2 separate regions of the Arabidopsis thaliana genome follow, and region 1 is linked to region 2. A link is a contact called in public ChIA-PET data. All regions are on one chromosome and are shown on one strand. Each heading gives the region's core, a stretch centred on a gene start, on an enhancer-like site or on the middle of the called end of the contact. The rest is flanking DNA. Distances are from core to core; before and after follow the strand shown. Region 1 holds the start of AT5G20840 (Phosphoinositide phosphatase family protein). Region 2 holds the start of NPH4 (Transcriptional factor B3 family protein / auxin-responsive factor AUX/IAA-like protein).

The links. ChIA-PET counts read pairs in DNA pulled down with a chosen protein or histone mark.
Region 1: a contact with region 2 is called in an H3K4me3 ChIA-PET map of shoot, with 10 read pairs. The contact joins the promoter of AT5G20840 here to the promoter of NPH4 in region 2. A contact is called at or near these places in 7 of 26 Hi-C or Micro-C datasets (cotyledon, leaf, root and 3 more), 1 of 2 datasets of contacts at active chromatin or transcription factors (shoot) and 1 of 3 other capture datasets (seedling).

The regions. Positions count from the first base shown.
Region 1 is chr5:7,067,911-7,070,610 of TAIR10.1, forward strand. AT5G20840 (Phosphoinositide phosphatase family protein) reads right to left here and starts at 1,433. Exons shown (of 16, transcript NM_122091.3): 1 at 561-1,433; 2 at 213-414; 3 at 1-107. The coding sequence starts at 662. It overlaps RAD51 (RAS associated with diabetes protein 51), which reads right to left. Exons shown (of 9, transcript NM_122092.3): 9 at 2,581-2,700.
Region 2 is chr5:7,020,878-7,023,577 of TAIR10.1, forward strand. NPH4 (Transcriptional factor B3 family protein / auxin-responsive factor AUX/IAA-like protein) reads right to left here and starts at 1,302. Exons shown (of 13, transcript NM_180716.3): 1 at 582-1,302; 2 at 149-261; 3 at 1-48. The coding sequence starts at 627. AT5G03205 (a long non-coding RNA gene) reads right to left here. Exons shown (of 1, transcript NR_142668.1): 1 at 2,567-2,700.

The DNA of each region.
Region 1 (2,700 bases), core at 183-2,682, 47 kb after region 2:
CATATCACTCTTTGACACTTCGTAAACAATGTGACCACAAATTTCACCTATCTCTCTTCTTTCAGTTATAAGCAGCATGTAATATGGTCCCAAAAACTTAATGAACCCTGAGAGCAAATGCCAAAAAAAATAACAAATTGTGAGAACAAATCTGTAAAGTAAAACCATCTACTACTCTTCTGTAAACATAAACTTGAGAGAAAAACACATACCAATGATTCCATAACAAACAGTGACAAGTTTCAGTCCACCAGTCGCCTTGTTTCCTTCGTGTATCCGTTTAAGCAACTCGTAGCATTCTTTTTTGGTATACGCAGTCGAATCCTCTCTGAGATTAAGCTCAGATGCTTCGAGCCGGTCTATCTTAAGTATTCTATATACTCCACTACCGTTCCAACCAATCATATAGAAATTCTGAAATATATATCATCATGTTAGTTACAAATATCTATAGTGAAACAATAGTACAACACGAAAACAGATCTCATAGCTGATTCATGAGACAAGAAAAAGCAATCAAATGGCAGTGAAAATACTCAAAAGTGGAAGTTTTAAAATACCGCTTGAGTCTCGAAGAGCTTGAATTGTTGCATACAGCCTAAAAGAGCAGATGATCCAGAGGAGCCTGAGCCGCCATTCTCCACTGATGGCGATGAGGTCATAGCTGATTTCTCAATTATTGGTTCCTTTTGATTTACAGATCTAAGCCCAAGCCGATGGGCTGAGAGAATAATCTCGCCGGAGCATTCACCAATATTCAAAATCGAAATAAAATGTCGAATTCAATTCAGACGCAATTCAATCAAAGATACTCTAAAACTTTGACCACGTATCGTTGGGTTTGAAGCAAAACACGAATCTCTTGCTCCCGAGATTTAAACCATGGACTTGCAAAAACAATCAAGCAGCCCCAGAAAAATCTTCCAGAACCGACGAAAACAAACAGTAGTGATTGTTTCTTCTGCTGCAATCGAATCGAGAACAAATGCGAGAGACTAATAGAAAGAGAAAAGAGGTAAGCAAGTAGAGAGACCCGATCACGAGTCCAGAAGCTCCAAAGAAACGAAGAAGGAAGCTCAGATTCGCAGATGAAACAGAAGATGAGATTACGAATTGGTAAAATTTGAAAAAAGAAGACAAGTATATATGAGGAAGAAGAAGAAGAGGATAGAGAGAAAAAGAAGGGTTTATGATATAGAGAGAGATGATGATGATGATAATAGTTTTCTCAGCTGTTTCCTTTGTTTGTGTCGAGAGACAAAGGAGAAGATTGGATCGGGGAAGAGAGAGAGAGAGAGACGACGACGACGACGCAACAAAACCACAATTTCTCTCTTCTTTAAAACAAAAAAGATTTTTTTAAGGGATCTTTAAATTAAAAAGAAAAAAAAAGAGCCCGTGACGAAGCAATATATACTAACAGCTGTCTGGCCGCTAATGGAATAGCTGCACTTTCGAGGACTTATGTTATGTACTCTCTCTCTTTCTCTCTTTATCCAGTTTTCCAGTTACACCTATAATTCTGAGTAACTTTAGTTAATAAGAATAAATAGTATATAGAACTAAATGTGTTTGGTAAAAAAAAAGAATAAAGTAAATGAAAATCATTTGTAGACTTGATACAAAAATACTAATGATTTTTTTTTATATATGTAGAGGATGAGTCATTCTAACAAAAGTTTTGTTAATACTAAAAAGGTACAAACAAATCATGTTTTGAATATTGGAGATGGTGATGTCAACAACAGAAAAAATGAAAATTATCTGAGAAAGTATGACAAAAACATGATAAACTATTTTAGTGTTCTTATGACAATTTTTATTATAATAATTAGACTTCTATCGAATCACAATTTGTGAGTTTATAGAATCACAATATGTGAATCACAATTACTAATTAAACCATTGGAGATGGTGATGCTTTTATGTTTTAAAATTGTAATAATATGGATTTTTCGTTGTTAAATAAAAAGAAATGTGATTAAATGCCTATTAGTATATAAAAAACATGATAAACCATAAGACATTCTAATTGTAAGTAATGGTTAGTTAATATTTGATTGTTCACTAAGTAATATATCTATATATACATTTTTGCAGCCACTTTGTGAAATAAATCCTAGAGTTGGAATTTATTTACAGTGGCTGCCACTGGCATTTAATAATTGTTTTTGATAATTAGAAAGAAAATCTTTGAATTAAATATTTGACAATCTTCCCAAAATCTCTTCACATTAACTACACGATTAGTTATTAAAATAAAACTTCCGAAATATTTAATATCATTTAATTACTACAAAATTATCATTTTGATATTGTTTTTCTACATGACTATAATAATTCGATTATAATCATCAAACCGCAGAGATATTAGATAGCATTTAATTACTACAAAATTAAAAAATATTTAGACAATGATTCATAAACATATCATAAATAAAATCAGTGAGTTTTTTTTACGGGACGGATTGGCGGGACGTTACTTAATAACAATCGTAAACTATAAAATAAAAATATTTTTACGATAAATATAATTTGCAAACTTTTATATATAGTAACTTTAAAAAATAAATTGTCTCCGCGGTATACCGTGGGTTAAAATTTAGTAGTGTTGTATAAACCACGAGGCTGTGTGCGTTTGTGAAACACAAAAGGTTCATTACCCGAAAAACTTTACTTACAAAGCTCTTTTGCTCCATC
Region 2 (2,700 bases), core at 52-2,551:
CGGGTAACTTGGTATGAAATCAGTCTGCTTCTGCATTGAAGCCGCGACCTAAGAAACAGAAAAATAAATAGCAACCACATGAAATTTCCAATCAGCGACTCATTCTTGATCAGCCGCGAATGATACCAAACTTTATTGAACAACATACTTGCTCACTGTGACCTTGAGGGAAGTAAACAACAAGACTTCCTGCTGGAGGCAACGAAATCAATGGCCCAGCACAAGCGTGCCATAGCTCTGAGTTTATATTTCTCCTTTCTCCTGCATTCACACAACATCAAAGCTGTGATTACTTAAAATCTCTAGGATCTTCATTCAGTTACTATTATCAAACCAACAAGATAGGAGAGAACTGCTCTAAACCAACTAAAAGCCACAGTCTTTATAAACCAATACAATAGTAACTTAGCTTACTCTCTAAGCAGAAAATGACCGAAACCAATTCAATTCAGGTTCTCAAATCCAGCAATTCTGAAGAAATGTGTGACCTCTTCTACTTAAAACTTGAATCTATTCAAATCCAGCAATGAATTTCTTCTACTAAAGGATTGACATTTATCAGATACGAGAAACACACAAACCTTCAACAGGATTAGGAGAAACTCCATTTGATGAAGGAGCTTTCATGATCACTCAACTTTACTTTCTCTGAAGAATAAACCCAATAAATAATCTGAATCTGAGCTTATACAAAGCTAAGCTCTTTGCGTGAGAGCTTCATCAAAAGCCCTAAACTTTCACTCAAGTTGTTAATAGCTTCCTAGCTCAAGTAACAGCAGAGAGAATCGTTAATCAGAAATGGGGAACTCCAAGATCTCAGCTTTTTATCTCCGACAGAGCCGCCAATTTCTCGGAAATTTTAAGTATCTCAAAGAGATCAAAAACCACGACTTTTCACACGCGGAATCTCCGGAGAGACAAACAAAGCATACGACCTTAAAAAAGATTCCGTTTTTAACGAAGCTCTTTATCTCGAGTCAGATAATTCAAAAACACCCACAAAGTTACTTGATTCAGCTGCTCTTCTTTGTTTTGCTTTCCTTTCTTGGGGGGAATCAAATCAAAGAGACGGGTTTCTATAAAAAGAAATCTGGAAAATGAATCGAAAGAGAAAAACAAAACTTAAGGATGACCAAGGACAATCGAAGATTAAGACTCAAACGTGAGAGAAAGAGCAACAGAGTTGTCGGAAAGGGATGATCAGCGACCAGGACAACTACCAAAAGGTCTGCTAAAGCACAGGAACAGCTTTTTCTTCTTCCTCTCCTTTTTTTTTCCTTCTCTTTTCTTTTTCCGATATTTTTATTTTTTTATACCTATTTAGTTATGCTCATGAAGCCGACATATTCACTAGCAAACTGGCCACGATTTAATTTCTTAATGTTATTATTGTCCTCTAAAATTTTAACTTTGACACACAAAAAAACAACTTTATTAGTGTTTTCTTTTTCCTTATCTCTGATAATTTGATAAGTTTTTTTCATTAAGGTTATTATTACTGTATCATTTATTGTAATACTTGATTAGGGATAACATAGATTTATAGGGGATGTATTGAAAAAAACAAACTAAGCTGACTAGCTAGTTATTTGATCAAAGTGCGTACATATATGTTTGGCAATTTCTTTTGTAGTTAACTATATTTAATTCAGATAGATTTTAGGATTCATAATTCATCAAAAAATTTTATGATTTTCATTATTTTGAACAAAAGCATTTTACTAGAAATTTTGTGGAGTTTTACATGGTTGGTTCTGAGTTTCATAAACTAGCGTTCATGTTTTAAACGAGAATGGAACTTAAATGTTTAGTAATGAGTTCTATAATAACAAACAAATCTAAATTCGCTTAGATCATCATTATAAACAATTGATCTTATTTTGTTGTAAATGTTGATTAATTGATCAAATCTAAGTACATACAGCATATGCGATCACAAAGAACAATATTTTAACGGACGATTTCATATCAAAAATGATAGAAGTTCTCTCTTTGTTCATGATTCTTTATTGGTTTCTTATATTAATTAACCTAAACTTTTGTCTTTTGGAAGAAGTGTTATAATGTCACACAAAATAAAATTACATATGATGATCACAACTTACACTCTTTTCCCAGTACAGCCATCATTCAAAATTTTCCTCTATAATCGTTAAAATGTCTACCCAAAAAAAAACGGTGATATATATTCCTAAACATATTGGAAAACCGAATATAACCATAAATATGTCATTGTACAAACTACAATCTATTTGGTTTAAGGCCACATAACAAGTTTTATCTACCAAAGACTGAACCTCCATATTCATCACAGACCATTGTAAAATGCATGTAAACCCTTTGAATGACCCCACATCAAAAAAGAAAGTTACAAAACAGTAACCTCTTTGTTAGTTTAGGTTCGATCCAAAACTTATTTGGCAGGAATGCTTAAAATTCTATATACTTACAACTTTAAGTGAAGGTAATATATATGTATGGAATGAATGGATGTCAATTCAAATAAGTGGCAGTGAGTAGCGACATGATGTCCCTGAGCAATAAATGCGTGAAGACAGAAGTTTGGAGATTGGATGAATGTAAGAAGGCCTTTTGAAGTTATGGATTTCGACGCCTAGCTTTTTTTTTTCTTTTTTTTTTGTGAAACTTTGAGGCCTAGCTAACGTTTAAAAAAAGAAAAAGAAAAATGTTAATAGTTTT